2 separate regions of the Zea mays genome follow, and region 2 is linked to region 1. Evidence: chromatin contacts called from public Hi-C data. All regions are on one chromosome and are shown on one strand. Each heading gives the region's core, a stretch centred on a gene start, on an enhancer-like site or on the middle of the called end of the contact. The rest is flanking DNA. Distances are from core to core; before and after follow the strand shown.

Region 1 (6,000 bases), core at 1,724-4,223:
CGGCGATCCAAATCGATTTACTCAGCTGAGGATCTCTAACCACACGACATATGTAGCACTTAACCCTTGCATATGTCAGCCGTTCCCACAAATCCTCCACAACGTGAACAGGTCCGCGCCACCCGAGAGCACACCACCGCTTTTAGGCGGTACTTTGCCAGGAGGGTACGTGCCACTCTTGCCATCTCTCCACTCACAGTGCGCGATTGTCTTTTCATGTATGGAATAGTCGGGTTCAAGCTTACCCTGTCCCATATCGTGGCCAGTTAAGATAGTCCTTGATCATACAGGCCTACATACGCATCCAATCCTTAATTAACCTGGGTAGAACATCACATGTTCCTAGCCCAAGTCCCGATTTAAGTACTTCCATCCTTAGAATTGTTTGTGTTCCTTAGGATGAAAAGAGCATTATAGGGAACTTTGCAGTAAGATCCCATCATGCTCCCAATGAAAATATTCTTGCAGGTATAAGCCATCCTTCCTCAGGATATCCCCTGAGCTAGGCATTAATGCAAAAGACAACCTCTATCCACAAGATCTAAGCAGGGCTAAGCATTTTTGTAAATTGTATTTTGATACTTCATCAGAAGTATCTATAAAGGTATGGATATCAAGGTAGGCAATGCATCCAATAGTTTCCAAGCAACTCCTATAAACTTAATGCACATTTCACTAGACTTAAAGTGTATAAAAATCTTTTAAAAATACAAGGAAGGGGTAAATGCACCGGGGCTTGCCTTATTGCAATGAAGAGGTTCCAAATCCCTCTATTAAATACCCAGTTAGATGGCTCCCATCACTTGATGAGCAAGCACTGAAGCAGACTCCTCTTCCGAAACCACTTCTTGAATTTCATCTTCTTCTTCTAGGAATTCTACATGTAAAGATATGAACATGAATGCTTATGCTTATGCAACCTGAAAAGAAAATACTAAAAAGCATCACAAGAATTACACCTCTCTAAAGGTGCACACAAAAGCTAACAAAACCTTAAGAGAGCTAAATACTCTAATATCACAACTCAATTTACCAACCAAACTAGAAAACCTTGCTTCCATAACCAACCAAGTACTTCATTTATGCATTAAGCAAGGATCCACACTGCATGTACTACAAGTTATAGTGTCCAAGAATCAGCCACAATTCACTGAACCTGTTTTCGTTTCTCTGAATTCATCTTCTAGTGCTCCATTCCTCTCCCTCTGTTCAGTGCTTTGTAACTCACAAATTCCCTCAACAACAAACCCAACTCATTTACTCAAAGTTATTCTCTAGACATAGCTCTACCAACTTGGTATAGAAATCACAGGTTGAAAATGTTTAGAGCAAGAGTTATGGCAATCCAAAGTTAAGCAGAACACTGAAAATTTAGTTTCTAATTTCTGAAACAGCACAATACTGAGTCCGATAGAGGGTTTTGCAGCAGGCTATTCTCTAAATTCCATACAGTACCAAGCCCACTCTTTGCACAAAACTTGTTCATCTATATCTGGTCTCTCATTTTGCTACAGACTCTTAACCCAAATATCTTTGGATTTATTACCACAAGGCTCCAAAGTTGGGTAAAAACACACATATCCAGACTTAAATATTATTCTAAGTCTGAATCCCAACACCTGACAGTCCATCTTTTGGCCACTTTTACTCCCAAATTTATGTGGAACCAGGTCCATCTAACTTTAGCAAACTTGTTTACTTTACTATGGTCTACAACTTTGCTATGGAACCCTTAATCCAAAACCCCATGAATCAGTCACAAATGAATTCCAAACTAGGCATACTGCTGCAATTCAGTTCACAGAACTGAATAAAAATTCAGTTTTGTGTCCAGCCTGACAGACCAACTTTAGCCAACCTTTTCTCCAATTTTTACACAGCAACAGACCAAGCTCACATTACCAAAGTTATTCCTTAGATATAGCTCTACTACTTTGGTATAGCACCCCTAGGTTGAAAACATTTAGAACAATTTTTATGAAGCACCAAAGTGGAGCTCAACACACTAGAACCTAGTTTCAGTCTTCTGCACTAAGTCTGGGGTCCAAAAATCCAACAGCCTATTTTTTTAGCAAATTTTACACCTAGTTCCCAGCAACAGACAGTGATAGAGTACAAGTAGTAAATGGTGTGAGCTTCACTAACCTTTGTCGAGCATGGAACAAGTAGTACACGGTCAAGAATACTTGTGGGAAGCCTTGTCCACGGGGAGGTGAAGAACGGTTGGGTTTGGTCACCACAAACAAGAGGTTGGCATTCAGCTCTGGAGTAAAGCAAAATTGGTGGCTGAAAGAGAGGATGCACACCAGCAAGAATACCAGGACTCCAGCACCTTTGTAGTGGACTGGGACTAGAGCTCGAGAACAAGGGAGAAAAGCTTTTCTGAACTCAGCCGTGGAACACACTGAATAAATAGGCATGGGGAGGGGTCACTGAGCTCATCCACAATTCAGTGCAAGAATACAAGGGATGCCAACACAGCATACTATATGACGTGGCTCCCATGCACTAAATGCACACAAGTCTACACGTGCACCTAGGACACTATGTGGTCTGCTCTAACATCCCCAAAATATCCACTCTTTGCTTCAGCAAGCAGATAGGAGAGGAAGTGGATGAGACCCCCACGGTGGCTTGTACTATGGCCCAGGGCTTGATATTATCTGCAGGGGTGAGACCACTAGAATTTCCATTATTTAATTCACTCATTCAGTAGCTAGCAGATAAACCTTCACTTGCTTACTGCTCTCAAAACAGTCCAACTTAGATATTTTCCCAGCAGCAAATTAAGCCCCTAGACCATCGGTCATACACTACAACCTTATCCCCACTTACATACATAAGTGACATCAGCAGGGTCGAGGTGATCTTCTTCAGAACCCAAGTGCAGCACTGAACTGGGTCAACTTCAGCAGCCAAGATATTACCTGACACACACAAATATCATCCCTGTCCATATCTACAGACAGCAAACAAAACTCATTAATGCCCCACTTCTCACTGCTCCCATATCACTCAGGTTCACAGGTTCAGCCGATACACTGCACTTGGTTGATATTTTTTTTACAGCCCAAATATCCCCTTGTCCTTGACTGCAGATATTTGTTTTGGAGCACACTGAACTACCACTGTTGGACTGAACTCACAACTTCACTCCTTTATTTCTCTTGGTTCCAAACAGCAACAAGAGGACTAACCTTAATAATCCCTGTTCACCAACTAACTCTCTATCACTTTGCCATAGGGACTCAAGCCTTACACTCCTTGGATCAGATACAAAACAGCTCCAAAGTTAGGAGAAAAACATTAAACCATATCAACAGTTACTGCATTAAAACTGCACTCCACATGCCTGACAGAAACAGATTGAACACCTTTTTCTCCTAGCTTTGTGTAGTATCAAGTCCAACCCTCTCAAGGGAATTTGTTCTCCTATATATGGCCTTTCAGTTTGCTAAAGAATTTCTAACCCAAATCTCCTTGCAATAATTACCATAGGGCTCCAAACTAGACACCCTTGTGCTGAATTTCAGTTTACAGTGGACTGAATACAATTCAGTTTCAGCCACCAGACAGTCCAAATTTGAGCAGCTGTTACTCCAATTTTCGTATAGGATCATGTCCATCACCTTTAAAGAAAGTTATTCCACATTATATGGTCTTCACTTATTCTACAAACACCACAGCACAAAACCTTATAGAATAGCCACAAATAGGCTTCAAAACTGCTATCAAAACACTGAAATTCAGTTTCAGTTACTGTTTCCAATCTGAAAATTCAGAAATACAACAGCACCACTTGGAACCACTCTTTTTCCTGGGTCCCAAATGTTTTTAGGGGCAAGTTGCTTAATAAAGTTTATACTCCTATAGTTCCTCTACAAGTTTTATATAGTAACCATTAACCAAAACCTATTGAATTCCAAACTACAATAGCCCAAAGTTTGCTCCAATTGCTGAAATTCAGAATCTGAATTTCACTAAGTCTGAAATCCACAATTTTTGACAGCTTTACTTTGGACCAGTTTTACTCAAAGTTCCAAATAGTTTTAGAGCTATATGACTAAACCAACCTTATACTCCTCATGTAGCTCTATAACTTTGTTATAATGATCATCTTCAAAATGGTTCTAGATCAAAAGTTACAAAGGACTAAAATTGCCTAGTTGCTGCGATTTTCAGGAACTCCAAAACTGAAACTTTGTGAATTTCTCCAAATTTCTTCACACAACTTGGAAATATTCAAATAACAAAATCGTGCAACTTTGGAAATCCTATCAACTTGGTATTTTTACCTCTTGCAAAATGTGGCTAGATCTCCAAATCCACTTTTGGGCTCCAGTTTAGGGGTTAGAGATACTCAACCACCCTAAGTACTTCACCACTTCTAATCCACATATCAAAAGCAAACTTATCCATCCTCCTAAAGCAAAGTTGCTCCTTAATCTCAAATACATCTTTGGCTTATAGAACTCAGGTCTAAAGTATCCTTGATTTAGGAGTTAATTGCTTACACTCAAATCCAATCAAGGTTTTCAAGCCTTAGGATTTTGAAGTTAATCCTTCGGTCCAAGTATTTCTTCCACTTGATCTATCTTTGAAAACAAATTTTCTATAGACTCTAGGAATTGCCTGTAGCACTTCAAGACTCCAAGTTAATTTATTACTTGCTCAAAGGATGACCTACTCCTGTTTAGCTTAGGTCCTAAACTAGGTCTTCTACCCTGCACACAGCATCACCTTATTGTAAAATTTTTGATCTAGTGAATGCATTCTAGGTGTAACAAGCAAGTTAATGCAAATGCTTATGATGACATGTCCGAGTTTTAGTTCACGTAACACCAGGGGTGTTACAGGGTTGCCCACAGCCTGTCAAAGACTAGGGTCAAGTCTTCCACTAGGGTCGACGCTCTCTTAGTATTGACTACGATGTCATCGACGTATACTTCCACCTTGTCCCTAATCAGGTCCCCGAAAGTCTTACTCATCGCCCGCACAAATGTTGGCAAGGCGTTTTTCAGGCCGTAAGGCATAACAACATAGCAGTAAAGCCCATCCACTATTACAAAAGCAGTATGCTTCCTATCTTCCCTAGACATCTGGATTTGATGGAAACCAGAATAAGCATCTAAGAAAGACAAAAGGTCGCACCTGGAGGTAGAATCCACGATTTGATCTATTCGCGGAAGTGGATACGGGTCTGTCGGTACCCTGAATCAGGGGTACCCCTTACTACAGTATGAAGGCACGGTGCCCGTGTGGCAATCTCTAGCCGCGCGGTGAACAGCACCCGACCCCACCACGTGGACGGCTCCAGGGGCGCCACGTGGCCAGAAAAGATGATATATCCCAGGGTGCAATCAGTTGGATCGGACCTCCACGAGGAAGCGCCGGACCCCTGTACGCACAGCCCGGACCCTCGAATACGGTCCGGGACTCCCAAGTAAGCGTGTCGGGTCCCTTGGATGGGGTCCGGATCCCTCTGAGTAAGGTCCGAGCCACACATAACGAGGTCCCGGGACAGCGGATACCCTAGCCTAAGCAAGGGTCCGGTACTGACACGTGTCCAGGCTTTATCCTGTGCGCATGTGCTCCCCACTCAGTCGGAGACCGGATGCTGCCACATGGCTTGTTGCCCATGACGTAAGCCAGCGGGCAGAGCCTGACGTAAGGCCTCTGGGCTGTGCAATCTCTGCATTTATTGCGGAGAGGACGCGCCGCCTGTCCACCCTGCTGACAGGCGATGTGCCGCCTCAGCATTTATTGTGACCTGTCCACTCAGTTGGCAGGCGGCGTCCAGGCCATCCTGCAGGCGGCGTGCCTGTCTAGTCCATTGCCAAACAGTACGCCCGTGCTGCAAGGTGCAATGTGGCCATCATCACTTATGTGTTGCCAGGGAAGCTTCCCCTGCACGCCAATACCACGTAGATCGCAGATGTCAGGGTGCAAGAAGATTGCTCCAGCAGCTCCAAGTATTACATCCATTATATTCATGGGCCC
Region 2 (5,745 bases), core at 1,185-3,684, 160 kb after region 1:
CCATATGTAATTATTGCAGCAATGAATAGTAGCAATTCTAGAACATGTAAACATGTAAAATAGCTACTCAGATCCATTTTATAATTAAAGATGGCTTGCAGATGAAGAAGGCAGATTAAACTAATAAACATGATTGTTTATCGTAAAATGTTGCTCTCAAAATAGCGGGTTGCTGTAATAAACAGCCCTCCAACGCTAATAGGTGATCAAAGATACTTGACTAACGTGACAGTCCAATCTTACCAAATCAGGGTTTTAGATTAAATATTATGAGCCTAGAAATCAAGCATGAATATCAAGATCAAAACAGTGTGCGCAGAATTAAGGAACAATAATGAACTTGAATAATCAGTTTGCACAATTGTGAAAGAAATTACTAGGCATAAATAATATTACTGCTGAAAATAACAATACACTAAAACCCAGACTGTCACGTCGTCTCACTACACCGCTATCATCATCGAGCAATCAAATCCGCCCCCAGATTGCGCAATCACACCCAAGTAAATAATACTAGCAGATTGCACAAAAATTAAACAGTAAATAAAGTGAGGCAACGGATAACTCACTGCACGTAGATTGTCTACGTGGGAAGATCAGCTCAGCGAACACAAGGTTCTGTCCCAGAAAACCAATTCCACCGCCCACGTCCGGGCCTGCACGGCGGGAGGTTGACGGAGATACTAGAGCCGCTGCCGGAGCCGAGGGAGACGTCCACGGCACCAGCCCGAGAAGATGAACACCGCGCAGCAGGAAGCCCAAGCACCAGGCCACGATGGACAGAGACCAGCCAGAGTGCACGGCACCACACAGGTACCCAAGCACAGTAACAGAGAGGAATACAGTACGCAACCGAGCAGCACCGTGCAATACAGTACGCAACCTAGCAGCACCGTGCCACCTCTAAATCCAACAGAGAGGAATACAATCCTCCACAAGTGCGGCAGCCACAGCAAGCAATGGCGGCGGCAGTTGTATCAACGGGCAGGAAGAGAAAAGGTGGAGCAGCGAGTCTCACAGTGCGATACCGGGAGGGAGAAAGTGCCCATTCTTTAAGGAGCCGAACTCCAGGAAGTTACGCAGGGGGTGGCGTGGATTTCGGCGGGAGCCGAACAGATCGGCCGGTGAGCGCCGCCGCCAGCCTCCCGCTTCCTTTCTCCCTCTGTCCGCTCGCTTGCTTCCTTCTGCGGTCTCTCTCTCTTGCCCTAGGAACATGCGTCCTCTCTACCAGCTAGCTGGGTGGGCTGCTCGGCCTTAGGCCTTGTAGCGGCCCAGCCTGGCTGACCCTTTGTTTTTTTTAATAAGGTGAAAACATATAATCGGTCATCGGACAGCACCCATGACACATCACTTCATTTTGGTTGGAGTGATTCATCAAACCAAACACCCATTAATCTCCCAAAATTTAGGTGTTGCATATAGATAGTACTCAGCAGTGCACACACCACATTGTTACTTTACACATCGAATCATGATGGTGTGTTTTATTCATATATATATAACAATCAGGGAGTCGATACAAGCCAGTCGAACTGACAATCAGGCAGTCGATAGGTAGATGTATGTAGCCCGCGGCAGCAGGCGTGCCGGCGGCGGCCGCGATCGGTCAGGACTCAGGCGGCGGTGACGGCGATCTTCATGCCGGACTGGCAGTGGCCGGGGATGCTGCAGATGAAGTAGTTGGTGCCGCGGGCCAGCGTGACGCGGTCGTTGCCGGACGTGTACACCTTGGCGCCCCGCGGCGCCGAGCAGCCTTTGTAGCCGGCCGCGTTCACCACCACCACGTTGTGCGCCGTCGAGTCGTACTTGAACACTGCACCGCGGCCGGCGGCGCCGACCACCACCACCACCAAAAGTTCAGATAATTCGATCTAAAATCTCAACCCATGCAGCTGTAGTCTATGTAGTATACAGAGCTACGAATCTATATAGTTAATCGTACGCCTTAACACGCCTGCTTATGTTTATGAGCATTTAAAAGGCCACTACTGGTACGTGTCGTGTGTTCAATTCGATCGGTCGGCCAAGATTCTCTGCTGCATAAGCATAAGACATATCGCCCTGCCTTGGATATATATCGATCGATGCGACAGGAAGGAAGGTCACTGGTACAGTACCTAGGACGTCCCCAGCTTTGAAGCGCTTGCCGTTAGTCCAGGTACCGGTGCTGAAGCTCCAGCCGCCACGGTCGCCGACGGTGAACACGGCCGACTCCGCGACGTGGGCATGAAGGAGCACGCAGAGGAGCACCGCCGCCGCCGCCGCAAGGGCCACAGCACCACTGCCTCTTCCCTGCCGCTGCGCCATTACTGTCTTGCTGTGCTGATTGTATTATTGTACGTTCACCACTAGCTAGCTAGCTACCTACCTCTCTGGTATGTATAGAGCGAGCAAAACAAGAGAAGAGATGGCGATGATGAGTGGACTGGTGGTTGGCAATGGCCGCCGGGGGTGCTCCCGTTTTATAGGCTCCATCCATTGAAGTGGAGTGGAGGCGTGAAGGCAAGTAGGCCCCGTCGAGATGCAAAAGGCGGGTGGAAATGGAGCGAGGAGGGTTCGGCCAACGACCCACAACGGAGGCGCCCCATTACTTTTTATTTGGACCGAGGACGTACGCCGGCGATGGACGCCTCTGGACGGAGAAGATGATAGCTGGGATGGGTGACGACGAGCTGATCGACAAGATGGATGTTTTGGAGGCCTCTCCCAAGGCGTCGTCAAGCAAGTGCAAGTGTAGAAAAACGTAAAGCTAGCAGCACCACGCAGCTAGATAATATATATAGATGTTACGTGCACCAATGTATACACGCGCGTGCATTCCTTTTTACACCTACTTATTAAGTGTGTTTAGGTGTGTGTGGGGGAGAAGCTACGTACAAAAGCTAGCTTCTTGGTTACAGTACTGTTCCTAGTAGCTTGATTGCTATTGTACACTATCGTTCGATTACGAAAGACCATGAAAAGCTCACACATACGCTGACGTTGCTATGTTCACATCGACCTACAAGCAGTGTATATATACCCGTACGTCGCCTTGACGTCAAAGCTAGCAAGCTGAGCGGTTGGGAGTGCATGTGGTCCACGACCGAAGACGATCGATATCGAGAAAACATTCAATTGTCATGTCGATGTCGACTGGAACACTCATGACTGGAACGGCATTTCCGCACATCATATCGTATGCGTGCTCCTTTATACAGCGACTTTTGTTGCTGCTAGGTCGCTGCTTCCCAACAACAAGAGTCAGCACTCGCCAACCATTACCAACACAACCGAAGAGTAATCTTTACTGAGTGTCACGCTGGTGAAATCAAGCCTACAACTAAACGAGGAGCAAGTAGGTGACGGCGGCAACATGATGTGGTGACGAGCAGCGAAACGGAGGAGGAGGCCATCGGCTGCTATAGTATGTACGTATAGTGGGTAGGTTAGTGGCGATTGTGACCCGGCCGTCCCTCTCGATTGAGGTGTTGGTCCATTTTATAGCACATGCAAACAGCCGGGCGCTGCTGCGTCTGCATGGGCCATCCCTCTCTCGTTTGATCGGGGACACATAGCAGAGCAACGCAGAGCAGAGCAGCTAGCTAGCGTCACTCTCATCACTAATAGTATTATCGTACAACCAGCCCAGCAGCAGCAGTCTCTCATCATTATCGTACCACTACCAGCCCAACAGCAGCATTGCTTGCCGGCTACGCTGCTGCTGCATTCCCGCATGCTTGAGTCTTTACCCCCACATGATTAATTAAGGAAAGTCCGTGACTTACCGTTGCAGTCTATAGGGCGAGGGATGATGGCATTCCACTGCAGCACATTACTTGAGTCTTTACCCCCGCATGAGACGTAGGCAGGTCAAAGGTAGTGTTCCTTGAAACCATGTACACACATAGGCAGCAAAGACCTTTTTCTAGTTCATGAATTGGCCAGATGTCGATGGAGTAGAGGAGGGCGTCGCATCATGTGGCAGTAGGGTTTTGTGGTGCCGTCTCCTGGCAGGAGTGCAGCGCCACACTGGTGAAGTCAAGCCTGCAACTCAACGAGGAGCAAGCAGGTGACGACGGCAGCAGCAGCAACAACATGATGGTGACGAGCAGTGAAATGGAGGAGGCCATCGACTGCTCTAGTGTGTACTAGGAGGACTATCGATTGAGGTGGCGGTCCATTTTATAGCCCATGCAAACAGTCGGGCGCTGCCGCGTCTGCATGGCCATCCCTCTCGTTTGATCGAGGACACAACGCAGAGCAGAGCAGCTAGCTAGCGTCCCTCTCATCACTAGTAGTACTATCGTACAACCAGCCTAGCAGCAACAGACTCTCATCATTATCATACCACTACCAGCCCAGCATCATGCCGGCTACGCTGCTGCTGCATTCCCACATGCTTGAGCAAGTTGTAGTTGTAGGGAGGGGGAATCACATCAAAAGAGAGCTGAGGTGGAGTGCCGAGACGAGAGGATACGCGACATTTCCATTTCACCTGTTCTGATTTAATTAGTATGCGCGCGGTTGTAATAATAATTAATTAATTCAGAAATTGAGGGGTGGACGAACTGGATGCTACCTCACGCTTTGGCCGCTGGACTGCAAAACCAGGAGTAGTAGACACACCATCCGAGGAAGCCTGCAATGGCCACACATGCTACGACTGCGATGACAGCTATGGCACCTGATCCGAGCCCCCCGGGAGCTAGCAGTGGCGGTGGCGGTGGGGACACACCCTTCTTCTCGAGCTCTCGGGAGCATGGATCTCTAGAAGTATGCACGTAGTATAATAATAATAATAATAATAATAATAATAATAATAATAATACGATGGAATGGAGTATGTAGTGATTAATTAAGGAATGTCTGTGACTTACCATTGCAGTCTATAGGGCGAGGGATGATGACATTCCACTGCAGCACATTAATTGAGTCTTTACCCCCGCATGAGACGTAAGGCGTATGCAGGTCAAAGGTAATGTTCCTTTAAACCATGTAACAACATAGGCAGCAAAAACCTTTTTCCCTTTTCATGAATTGACCATATGTCGATGGAATAGAGGAGGGCATCGCAACATGAGGCAGTAGGGTTTTTGTGGTGCCATCTCCTCGCAGGAGAGCAGCGCCACGCTGGTGAAGTCAAGCCTGCAACTCAGCGAGGAGCAAGCAAGTGACGTCGGCAGAAGCAGCAACAACATGATGGTGACGAGCAGCGAAACGGAGGAGGAGGCCATCAGCTGCTCTAGTATGTACTAGTGGGTAGAGTAGTGGCGATTGTGACCCGGTCGTCCATATCGATTGAGGTGGTGGTCCATTTTATAGCCCATGCAAACAGTAGGACGCAACTGCGTCTGCGTGGGCCATCCCTCTCTCGTTTGATCGGGGACACAGAACAGAGAAGAGCAACGCAGAGCAGAGCAGAGCAGCTAGCTAGCGTCCCTCTCATCACTAGCAACCAGCCCAGCAGCAGCAGACTCTCATCATTATCGTACCACTACCAGCCCAGCAGCAGCATTCCCTGCCGGCTACGCTGCTGCTGCATTCCCGCATGCTTGAGTCTTTACCCCCACATGATTAATTAAGGAATGTCCATGACTTACCATTGCAGTCTATACGGCGAGAGATGATGGCATTCCACTGCAGCACATTACTTTAGTCTTTACCTCCAGCATGAGACGTAAGACGTAGGCAGATCAAAAGTAGTGTTCCTTGAAACCATGTATACACATAGGCAGCAAAGACCTTTTTCTAGTTCATGAATTG

What was found. A called contact is a pair of places that touch in the nucleus more often than the background predicts.
Region 2: a contact with region 1 is called in a Hi-C map of leaf, with 1.9 times the contacts expected there. The contact joins the promoter of LOC100283222 here to the enhancer-like site in region 1. A contact is called at or near these places in 2 of 25 Hi-C or Micro-C datasets (ear and leaf).

Annotation. Positions count from the first base shown.
Region 1 is chr10:123,798,443-123,804,442 of Zm-B73-REFERENCE-NAM-5.0, forward strand. No RefSeq gene overlaps it. Among protein-coding and RNA genes, the nearest start is that of LOC103641707, 64 kb to the right of the region's middle. Within about 2 kb of position 2,974, at least 6 of the 20 cell types and tissues checked have an H3K27ac peak or open chromatin away from gene starts, as enhancers often do. A contact at or near this core is called in leaf, where this site is marked.
Region 2 is chr10:123,955,982-123,961,726 of Zm-B73-REFERENCE-NAM-5.0, forward strand. LOC100283222 (chemocyanin) reads right to left here and starts at 2,435. Exons shown (of 2, transcript NM_001156124.1): 1 at 2,118-2,435; 2 at 1,453-1,813. The coding sequence starts at 2,307. The coding sequence ends at 1,614.